Linked DNA regions of Anser cygnoides: regions 1 and 2 are each linked to region 3. Evidence: chromatin contacts called from public Hi-C data. All regions are on one chromosome and are shown on one strand. The core of a region is the stretch at or near the end of the contact, and the rest is flanking DNA. Distances in the headings are between cores, read along the strand shown. Region 1 overlaps EIF2AK2 (eukaryotic translation initiation factor 2 alpha kinase 2). Region 2 holds the start of NANP (N-acetylneuraminic acid phosphatase). Region 3 holds the start of RMDN2 (regulator of microtubule dynamics 2).

Evidence for each region. A called contact is a pair of places that touch in the nucleus more often than the background predicts.
Region 1: a Hi-C map of liver shows a contact between it and region 3, with 1.9 times the contacts expected there. The contact joins the enhancer-like site here to the promoter of RMDN2 in region 3. A contact is called at or near these places in 3 of 7 Hi-C or Micro-C datasets (granulosa cells and liver).
Region 2: a contact with region 3 is called in a Hi-C map of liver, with 2.4 times the contacts expected there. The contact joins the promoter of NANP here to the promoter of RMDN2 in region 3. A contact is called at or near these places in 3 of 7 Hi-C or Micro-C datasets (granulosa cells and liver).

Annotation. Positions count from the first base shown.
Region 1 is chr3:35,682,388-35,686,122 of Taihu_goose_T2T_genome, forward strand. It overlaps EIF2AK2 (eukaryotic translation initiation factor 2 alpha kinase 2), which reads left to right. Exons shown (of 16, transcript XM_013170695.3): 14 at 14-112; 15 at 1,624-1,686; 16 at 1,770-3,323. The coding sequence ends at 1,889. All of the region lies in intron 8 of GPATCH11 (G-patch domain containing 11), which reads right to left. Among named protein-coding and RNA genes, the nearest start is that of GPATCH11, 7.3 kb to the right of the region's middle. Within about 2 kb of position 1,289, at least 2 of the 3 cell types and tissues checked have open chromatin away from gene starts, as enhancers often do. A contact at or near this core is called in liver, where this site is marked.
Region 2 is chr3:35,653,525-35,657,363 of Taihu_goose_T2T_genome, forward strand. NANP (N-acetylneuraminic acid phosphatase) reads right to left here and starts at 2,519. Exons shown (of 2, transcript XM_048047751.2): 1 at 2,299-2,519; 2 at 1-2,115. The coding sequence starts at 2,388. The coding sequence ends at 1,420.
Region 3 is chr3:35,518,774-35,522,614 of Taihu_goose_T2T_genome, forward strand. RMDN2 (regulator of microtubule dynamics 2) reads left to right here and starts at 2,577. Exons shown (of 11, transcript XM_048047733.2): 1 at 2,577-2,632; 2 at 3,332-3,795. The coding sequence starts at 3,344.

The DNA of each region.
Region 1 (3,735 bases), core at 39-2,538, 160 kb after region 3:
GTGATTTTTGTAGTTCTTTGACAAATATGGAAAGGAAGTAGATATTTATGCACTGGGATTAATTTGGTTTGAAATTCTTTCGGCATTGGCCAGTCGTCATGAGAAAAATATGGTATGTAATCTTTAAATAAAAATTAAAACACCCTCTCATATTATATCATGTATCATTATTTTGCCTTACTGCAGGCATCTTAGGCTGATTCCATGCCAGAAGGAATCTGTACATCTAGAGTACTGTCTGTATTCATATTTTCCCCTTGGTTCATGTCTGTAAAGCTCATAAGTCCTTCACGCTTCAGTTAAAATGTAGAAACTGAAGAAACATCACTGGGTTTATTTTACTGATGTTCTACTGATATACAGATTAAAGCCTTACTAAGCTTAGATATGTACATGCCTCTATAGGGAAAATAATCAAAAATCTAAAAAATATCTACCAAAAAGATATCTGATCTTTTTATTTGATCGATCAGAGTATTGGAAAGGAATATTTTTCTAATTTTAGAAAATAAGAATTGGGAGAGTTTAGTGTCTGCCATGCTCTTCTTCACTACAGCATGGAACAAGAATAAAGTTTCCAAAAAGTTGAAACCTTTGTAGTTTTTCAAAATGAAAATGAAAGTGATTTGGAATATATAGCTTTATTTTAATTGAAAAAATGTTACTTCAAAAAGATACCAGTGTTACTTAAACTTTGCTTTAAAAGGTACCTTTTAATGTGTCTTTTGTCTTTTTCTTTGCACAGCAGTAGTATAACAGCTTTTATGCTCAAACCTATATAGTCGTAGGACAGGGATGTAGATGATGAGTATTGTTTCTGAAGTCATTATTTTGTAAGATCTATGTATATGGTTGGACCCAGAATCTCTAGAACACTGTTAGCTTGGCTCTTTGCCAGTATGAGCAAACCATATCAAAGTGTGTTTGACCCACAGATTTGACTTGGCTCCAATTATCTACCTTGTAGCATTTCTAAAGACTAAAGGACTTTCCCCCACTCACAGCCAACTGTGCAAACAGACCCGCAGTCCCACGGTGTTCAAAGTTTAAAAGGCAAAACCAATTGAAAATCATCATGGGGAAAAAAACAGTTGTTACTCAAAAGCAGTTTCTGAAAGCATATATTTAGAAATCCTCACTGTTAGTTGCTTTGAACTCCACCTAGCATTTTCTGCAGTGACATAGAAATAATTTTGTAGCACTGAACAAGGTAAAAGGGAAGCACACCTGCTTGGCTCAGAAATAACATCCACATGTTGTCAGAACAAGAAATTAAGCCTTTTCACACTGTGTGTTGTTTGCTTTTTTAATTATTATTATTTGAGGACAGAAGGATAATGGTTATTAAGTAGAGAGGTTTGCCGAAACAACCACATCATTGTATTTTGTGAAGCTTTTAAGCTTAAAAAAGGGACAACAGTTTACAAAAAAGACCATAAAAACAAAACAAAGTTCAACTAAATGAGAATTTTTCAAACTTCTATAGTTTCTTTTTGCAGCCTTACCTTTTTTGTAGATTTTTATTCTCCTAATTACTTCTGTAAATTATATGGGTTGTGAAATGAGATGCAAAATATAATGAATAAAAGCATACTGAAACTGTTTATCTCATATGAATTTCAGGTATGGCGTGATGTAAAAGAAAGTAAATTTCCAGAGGACTTCACTGAGCGATTTAAAACACAGGTATAGTATTAGAATACATTATTTCAGTTAGTTTCTTTATCTACTCATTAAAAAAATAACTCAATTTTAATTTATTTTTGCAGGTACCCATAATCAGAAGGATGCTTTCAAAGGACGCCTCAAAAAGGCCCCGTGCATCTGAAATACTTGAGCTTTTGAAGAGTGTTGATAAAGACAACTCCCATAAAGCTCATACGCAGTAAACGCCATTTTAAAAGTCTTCCAGATGATGCTTAAATCCAGTTTGATTCAAACTTATGAAATTCCATAAATATATCAGAAGCAAGAGTAAGACTTAGGACATGTCTTTTCCATGGTGTTTAGCCTTCCTGCCACTGAGGAGCTTGCTGGCCAAAATGGTCGCATCACCGTTCACTCCCACTGGCTGCAGATCAGAACAGCAAACATCTGCAAACAATTGCTTGCAATTTTTACGTGGAAACACAGGTTAGGTATGAGCTGAACTATATTATACAATAAGCACAGGAACCTAGTCCTTGTCTCCCATAAGACTGTGTTGATGTGATAACTGGCCTGTGGCAACTCCCTACGTGTGTGCTCTTAACACATGCTCAATTCGTTATCAGTTGAAGTGGATGAAGCGCTGTCTTGTGGCACATGAATCAAACCTTTCTGTTTTTTCATAGTGATCTTTATATTAATTACTAGACTCCTCCTGTGCCCTTTAGACCAGAGGAGGTAATGTGCTGAATTGGAAAGATCGATTTTGGTAGGAAGAATACTAGAAAGCAGCAGGGTTTATTCCTTACTGAATTTCAGGTCTTTAAAATGAATTTTCTTCTCACTATATCCACAGATACACCTAGCACCTTTAGTGTGCTAAAATTTAAATACTCTTTTAAAGTGGGTTTTCCTTGAGAATGTAAACGTTTTAAGTGTTAAGCATCTAGCTTCTAGGAAATCTAGCTGAAAGAGATTTATCCTAAACTTTTGAAACCCTCAGCATTTTTTTTGTTTTCTGAAGCAAAGTTGGGGTACTCTTAAGTCTCCAGAGTTTTCTCAGTAGTAACCATTTTAAATACTTTGTCAAAAGCACTTTAAACATCCTCTCACCCACACTGCTGGGTTTTAATCGCTTATTGTAGTACTGAGGCATGTGTAACTGGTAACAGGTGTCTTGAACACCTCTGGTGGACTTACCATCAGCTCTGCAAAAGGTAACAGCAGATTGCCTGTTACTGTTTGGTTACATACTTCAAAGATTACAGCTGTGATAGAATAGGAAGAATTGTGCAGGGGAGAAAAGATGGGCAAATTAGTCCTTCCGATTCTCATCTTTGATTTGTTTGAAAAGATACAGCTCACTCCTGTGGAACTCCATAAAGGCATATGCACAGAGATTCTAAGCAGGAAAATAAGTATGACGTGATGATGTGTAGTAAAGATAAAGTATAATAGGATTTTTCTAAAATGTTAAACAGGTTAAAGGTGGGTGTTTTGTTAAAAAGAATAATATAAAAGAATACATAGTCATTTTTATACTCTTATGGAAATCTATTGCTGATCCCCTGTAAGTGGTGCTAAATAACGGTCTGATTTTATGTCCAAGAACTGATTTTTTTTTTCCCTTATAATGAATGTTATTGTTCATAAATAAAGCATTCAATTGTTTTGGACTAATGCATATTTTTTTGCAGTACTCAAGGTCTAGGAGAAATTATATCCTAACAGACAAGAATACCACTAGTTCCACTTCCCTTTCACCCATAAACTTACCCTTACAATATGAAAATTAACATGTGACAAGTTTCAGCTGAAACCTTTGCAGTTCTTGCACGGAGCACTTGTACCACCACTACTCACCATTACTGTGCGCTGACCTTATTGCAACTTTTCGGTACTTACAGGGGGCTTATAAAAAAGCTGGAGAGCAACTTTTTTTCCTCAATCAGATAAAAAAGGAAAAAGGGGAATGGTTTTAAACTAAAAGGGGGGAGATTTAGATTAGAGGTTTAGGAGGAAATTGTTCACTCAGAGGGTGGTGAGGCACTGGCACAGGCTGCCCAGAGAGGTTGTGGATGCCCCATC
Region 2 (3,839 bases), core at 1,269-3,768, 130 kb after region 3:
CACATGTTATCAGATATTCAGCCCTATTTATATATAGCAAATAGGTTTTGAAAAAGGCAGGTTTTCCAAGCGTGTACATTTCTATTTAATACATGTGTATTTGAGGAAAATTTTCTTGTCTGTTTTGTAGTATAAATAAGAAGTACAACAAAATTAAGTTATTAAGGTAATAATATGGGAAAGAGAAATGTCAGTGTTTTACAGGGTCATCTCTAAAACATATAGTTTTAGATGTTCCACTAGATGCATCTAGTGGAACAAATAGCACATACACTTTATGAAACTGTATACCTTACTGTCATACATATCATTTTCCAAGTTCCTGGAAGAGAGTTATGAAAATCATTTACAAACAGCTAAGTCATACTTCCTCCAGAGTAAATCACATGACATACATGCAGAAACTGGATTAAGGAGGGATTGTATAGCAGTGCTTGCTATTAAAACAGACAAAAAAAAAAATCACTGATCCTGCAGTTGACTCTGAGCAGTCATCTACCTGAGCAAGAACAAGAACAGTTTCTCCAAGGAGTCTGATAAAAATTAACTAATAAAATCAGACAGCACAATGATATGAGCTATTACAGAGCTTGACAGTACAGTAAGATCATTGAAAATATCCCTGTTATACCAATTACATTCCAACAAAAACTTGTCTTATAATCTGAATTACACATATACTGCCTATTTGTATAAGCACCATGATAATATGAAGTAAAACCTTATCCATGAAGTCCCTCTGATAAATGGTCCCCTTTACAAATACAAGTTTTATGCACATTTAAATATTTTTGGCAAGAGGTACTGATTCTGTAACTGAAAAGTCACTGCAAATTCTGAAAAAAAAGCTAAAACTTGAAAACTTAAACCTGAAAAGGGATCAGAGGTAATTGTTTCCTAGTAATCTGCTACGTAATAAATTCTGTCAATAAATTCTGGTTTTAGAAAAAGCAAAGGTCACTTCAGTTTCTGAAATAAGCTGCAGATCAATTGAGAACTTTTACTAGCTTGTACAACACTCTCTCGCTTTCATGTTTTCCACACTGCAAACAAGGCTTGAACCGAAGCTTCTGCTGAACTTACAAGTCAGCAAGGCATGTGAAAGGTCACAACATCCAAATTTTCTTGTCCAGTATGAAAACAAGGGACTAGGAACTTTGGTCAGAGACAAGTATGTTTTAGCCCATCTGCCAAGATAATTTTCAGACACAGGCAGTTATCTTAAATTAACTGCACTCGTGTCCTTTATATTAATCTAATACTCTTGCTTCTATCCTGTTTCACTGACAGCTGTGCTCTTACTCGCCCACCTGCTGTATAGGAAAGCGTAACATACATGAGTTTAAAATCCTAGGGTCAAATTTTTAACATGAGGATGGGTCAACAGCTCAGTGTTTCTCCGACCGCATGCCAGAGCTGTCAGTGTGCCTCATTACTACTAACCGTATGGTCATTTCCTAACTTGGCGTTAATTTTATGCTCCATCTTCCGTAAAACTGCCGGAAGGTCGAGAACAGAAGAAATGACGTAGTGAGGTACCGGGGAGCTATCTGCGGGGGTTGCCATCGTTTTGTTTAGCCAGACAGTCGCCTTCAGGCCAGCGTTGAGGCCTCCTTGAATATCTGTGTCGAGAGAGTCACCGACCATGACGCACTCCGCAGGCTGCACCCCCAGGAGGTCGCAACAGTAATGAAATATGGATGGCGCCGGCTTCTCCTCCTTCTGCTCTCCACCCACGACGATGGCGTCGAAGTAGGGCTGGCAGGCACAGGCTTCAATCTTCTCCCTCTGCGTCTGCCGGTCCCCGTTGGTCAGGAGGAGCAGGCGGACGGCCTTGCGCAGCTCCATCAGCATGCCCCGCGTCTCCTCGGCCAGGGTGAGGTGCCGGAGCCGGGTGGTTTTCCACAAGAAGTAGCACTCGGCGGCCAGGCTGCGGTTCGCCTCCCCCCCGATGGTTTCCTGGATCGCCTCCTCCCAGTGCGAGATCCGCAGCTCGGTGATGCACGTCCTGGCGGGGTCGTGGCACTCCTTCAGCAGCTTCGCCTGCACCTTCTCGCAGATGTCGCGGGCCTGGCCCTCCCCGCAGCGGTGCCGGCACCGCAGCGCCTTCACCACCTGCAACCGACAGCAGGACCCGTGGCGCCGCCGCCTCCCCCCCGACCCGGCCCGACCCGACCCGACCCGCTACGCGCCGGGGGCGGCCCGGGAGGGAAGGGAAGGGGAAGGGAGGGCGCGGGGAGCCCCGTCCTGCCCGGCCGGGAAGGGCCGAGGCCGCAGGGCTCGGGGCCGGGGCAGTACCTCCTCGATGGCGCGGCGCCCGGCCGCCGCCGTGTCGACCAGCGTGTTGTCCAGGTCGAAGAACACCGCCTTCACGCCGGGCGCCGCCATGGCACCGCCGCGGGGGAGCGCCCAGCCGCTGCCGCCCGCTAAGCACGGACACGGACCTGCCGGCGGGGCCTCCCCGTCCTTCCTTTTCGTTTCCCTCCCCGTCCTTCCTTTTCGTTTCCCTCCCCTTCCCTTCCTCTCCCTTCCCCGCCCCTCGCCGGCGCAGGGCGGAGCCGCATGAGGGGCGCGGAGGGGCCGCCCCGCCCCGTCCCTCACAGCAGGCACCAGCGCCGCGTCGCGTTTTTTCCCCTGTAAAGAAATGTTGGCGTTTGTGAAATGCGACCTGCAGGGAGGAGGAAGAGGTGCAACAGGCAAGAGATGCCCTCAGGTCGGCTGGCAGCACAGCATCTCTCTGGAGAGACAGCGTCCTTCTGTAGAGACACCTGCTGGCAAAGACAGCCGCAGTCCCTTCCACAGGATCACAATTTATTCGAGATAAAGCCAAAGCCAGTGATTTCAGTATAAATACTTTGGTATTTGGGGTATAATATTGGAGTATTTGAAATTCCAAAGCTCAATATTTTCTAGAACAAATGAATCCCAAAAGGCACAAAAGAACAAATTTTACAGTTGCATGCACGGACCACCGTTTCGGAACAGGTCCTTTACCACAGGGTGAAGTTTAACAGTAGGCTTGGTCAGTCAGGTAATACTCCTATTGTTCTTTGATAAATGTCTTGATAAACAGAGTTTATCTTTCCAGCCAGCAAGTTTTTCTGCTAATACTGCTGATATCAATTAGACATTAACAATTCACAAAGCTGGAGGAAACTTCGTATCTTACCAGAGAAACTGGAAGTTCACTTCAAGTCACTTGAAGTTTGGAAAACTGCACCTTAGTCAGCAACCTGCTTGTCAAGCGAAAGGTGCTGGGTCACACAACACATGAGGCCAAAAACCAAAACAAACGAACAAAAATCCCAGACCGACCAAACAAAAGAGCATGCCAAAGAGCTTGGCAATTAGAACTATAGAAAGCAATATTTAAAGAGATGGATTCTGAAAAGAAATAGGCATTGCTGAGGATCCTGTAGTTAAAGAAATAGAAGGAATTTTAATAAAATTTAAGAGGCAAAACCTAGAGAATGATTGCTGTCCTATAATGGGTTTCTTACCCAAGGTGAGTGTTTAGAGATGACATGTTTAAAGTCTAGGATGTTCAGGAAGTCAGAAGAGGTGGCACATCATGCTTTGTAGGGTATATGAGCATGTTGACAGGCTAGTCAGAGAGGGAGAAGGGCTACTAAAAAATATTTGTGTGTATTTGGGAAAAGCTCGGTGGGTACATTACTGCACCCCACTGTCCACAAGTCAAATGATGGTGTGCAATTCATTTTAATTTACCCTGAATGCTGGGGATAGGAAAGTGTAAATGTACTAATCAACACAGAAAAAGCAGTAACTGAATTAATGCTTGTAGTCAAGTAGTATCTGTAAGAGGGAATAAGTGATAC
Region 3 (3,841 bases), core at 1,327-3,826:
AGGCTGGTAGCAAGTCTGGTCAAAGGTACTTAAACTTTCGCAATATTTGGTGATTTATTAACAGGGTTTGATTATATGCTTACAACTGCTGAAATAATAAGTATGAAGTGTTACTAACAGATGAAAAAGTTTCTGTATTTGTTACAAACAGCAGATTAATATCTAGGTGGGGGCCATTTCCAGAAAGAAAAAAAGGAAAAAAAAATTACAGCTAAAGAATTTTATGTCGATTGTAAAATGCGAATGGCTTTCATACAGAAATTAGAACACCAGTAAGTTAATATACATCTTGGCTGGAAATAGCATACATTGGTTACTTATAATGTGATGGTGCTTTCATCCTTTGAACACAATTGCTCAATAATAAGCTAACTTTTCTAGTCTGACACAAAGCTACTGTCCAAGCTCAAAATATCCCAATAGACCAGTTAAACGACATGGCCTGGTTTTACACGAACAGTGCTGTGAGCAGGCAGGTGTGTCTGCGGTGCAGCTCGGGTGTGCTGAGCTCATCTGGCAACATCTGCCTGGGGCAGGTGGGGAGGAAGGCAGGACGTTAACAGGGTCTCATCACATCAGAGCTGCTGACCGTCATGAAAACTGCTGGAAATTCAGTATATTGACTTCTTTCTTTTTCTGTCAAAATTGGCTGAAGTTAATTTACAGATGCAGGACCTCCTGGGTGAAGCAAGTTTTATGGTATTAGGGGACAGAAGGACAGTGCACAGACAAGCTGGGAGCATAAGCTCTGTCTCCTTAGGAAGTAAAGCTAAAAGTACACTGTCTAGCAATGGGCCTGACGTTTTCTAAGAGATGGTGGTCTGGACTTGGACGTTTATTAGGACTTCAGGTACAGAGTCTGGTTTGAACTAGAAAAAAAATCCACATGCAGAACAGCACTTTTCTAAAAACAGTTCCTCTCAGTTTGCTTAGAATAGTTATCAGATTTAGGCCATTTTAATGTGCCAAATCTAGGTAAATCAGTGTTTAGGTCCCAGCACAGGGAGCTGTTGTCCTCTGGCAGGTGACATGCATGCAGTGACTTCTACACTTCTGCATCGCAATGCCTGTGTAAGGTGGCTGCAGGTGCTAAGCAAGTTAGGAGTTTGGATCCAGACCTGTGACCTGATTTTCAGAGTTGCAATGTATCCACAGAAACTAATGGCAGATTTAGAAAGCAGTTCTCACAGACCATTATATCTGAAAGCAAGTCGCCTAGTCTAAGGCTGCAGGCCTGTTTCAAGGTGTTTGTCCTCAGATTAATTATATTTTTAATAACCTTTCCTGTTTTATTTGGCTTATAGAAAGATTTTTGGCAAATGGTGTTAGAAAGAGAAAATACAAATAAAGATTATCCAACAAAAATTTATTGCCACTCCTAAACATTCGAAATGTGATCAGCATGAGGGTTCATGTAATCCAGTTTCGTTTTTAAACACTAATGGATTATGTAATTTAAAATAACTATTTCTACTATAGTAAAAATTATTCCTTGGAAATTATTTTAGTAAAGTTTCTATAAAATTGAAGGGCTTACAAATTTCAGATTGTGAACTTAAGAACAGGCCATACTTTTTTTTTTTTTTTAATCTCGGAGAAATGTAGAATATTGAAACAGGATTAATTTTTCTATCTTAATAGACTACCCTTCCTCTCAGGTTGTAATTTAGGCTCCTTTCGTCTTCAGGTTCTTAATGGAGAATTAGTTAGCAGTTACTGTTATTATAAAGGAAATCTTTGTTTAAAGATACAGAGATATTAGTCTATTTGACTAAAAGATAGATTTACATTTGCTTATTTGTATTAAGACTGAAATTCTGTTTGGGAACACAATTTATGTTCTTGGTACCTGTTTAAGGTACCTTTTTTTTTTTTTACAGTAGTTTGTTTTATGAGTTTTTTTGAAGGTATTATGGTATTACCTTCACTTTTATGAAGGTATTATGGTATTAATTTTTTTATTATTATTATTATTATTTTTAAGAACTACTTGCATTTCTTTGTTCCTGAGTGATATGGCTGGGGAAAGCTCCAACTGTTGAAGAGCAATCTCTTTTGTCCTGCAGTCGTAATAATTTCCTTAAATGTCTTTTGTGTGGGCCCTCACGCAGGAGAACATGAGTTTGTTTTGCAATTCTGGCAGGGCATGTTGTGCACGGGCACCCTCCAGGAGCCTTCAGGATGATGACTGGGCACAGCAGGTTGCCTCTGATGGTCCTTTTTCCTAAGCCAGAAACAGGAGGAAATACTGCCGCAACGGAGAAAGTATGGTCTTGTGCCACGGGTACAAGTTTGGGGCTGTCGGAGCAACGCACCCCACACCCTGTCAGACTCAAGTCCCTCTTTGACTTTGGGCAGACTGCAAGAGACTTTGGAGAAACAGGGTCAGCTTCGGGCTGTCAGATGGCTGAGGTACTATTAAGCTTTCGTGCCGTGCCTGGCAGCCGGTCAGGGCTTCTCGGTGATTTTGCAGCACCAGGCCTCCTCCGATGCAACGTACACACACCCTCTGTCTCCTACAAGTAGCAGCAAAGGTCAAGCTAGTAGAAACGAGCAGCCAGCAGCCCGAAGGCAGAGCCATAAACAGGAAAACTCGCCCCTGAACCGCCAAGCCGCGCGCTGTCTGCGGCAGGTGCGGCTCTCGGGGAGCCGAGGCCCCCTCGCAGCGGGACCCCCGGGCCGGACCCGCACCCACAGCCGGACCCGGGCAGGCCGGAGGGCCGCCTCCCGCCCCGGGGCTGCCGCAGGGCGGGCCCCGGCAGCCGTGCCCCGGAGGCCCGGCCGGCCGCCGCCTCGCAGGCCCGGCCCCCTGGATCCGGGTCTCGCCGCCCCCTGCGCCGCGGCGGGGCCGGGAGTGGCGGCGGGCCCCGGGCCGGGCCCGGTAGGTAGCGGGGCGGCGGCGGCGGGCCCGGGGTGGGCGCCCTGTGGGGAGGCGGCCGCGGGGCTCCGGGGCAGCGGTGGGACCCCCCTGCTGGGCTGCGGCCTGACAGCCGGGCGCTGCGGCAAGCCGAGGACAGCAGGTTTGGGCGTTTAAAAAAAGAAAAATATCAGCTAAAGCAGCTGGAAGGTCAGAAGTGAAGGCTGCGGTGCTGTGCGGATAAGGCAGCGTGCTCCCCTGCTGCCCCCCCTCCAGCCAAACAAGCCACTGCTGTCTCGGTTTTGCTGTCATTGCACATAGGCTGTTGTTGCAGAATCTGCTGGAGTTGCACTGTGGCTTCCTATCTGCAGCACGCACCGGTTATCCTAGCCTTCAGCTTTTGCGATTGAAAAGCAAAGTCAGTCGTTCGGGTAGAGCGTCTTTAACTCTGTTACTGTTGTCTCTCAATTTTAGGAGGGCGCAGAAATGTCTCGCTTTGAAAATAAAGGACTAATACTGGGCATAATGGCAGGGACTGCTGGAATAAGCTTGGTTGTGATTTGGTACCGCAAGGTCCGAAAACCTGGTGCAGCTGTGCGTATACCTGACTTTGCAGATGTAGGTAACAAGCTTAATTCTGTAGGCATGCAACATGAAACTCATAACGAGCAAGGGGCAGTAATGGTTTTACACAGGAGGCAACTGCAGATACTAGAAAAACTGAATGACTTGCTAATAAGTGTGGATGAACTGAAGAGAGAGGTGAAATTTCTGAAAGAAGCTATTCCAAAGCTTGAAGAGCTTGTTCGAGACGAGCTCCAAGGGAAGGGGGATGCTCAGAGAGTTAGCCCATCACACAGAGCAGCAAGGCGGAGAAAAGCTGAGACAACTCCTGCAAAAGAAACTACCAGCTCTGAGGAGGCAGAAAGTGAAGGAGGGTGAGTTGATAATATTTTGTTTATGCTACATACGCATTGCAAATTG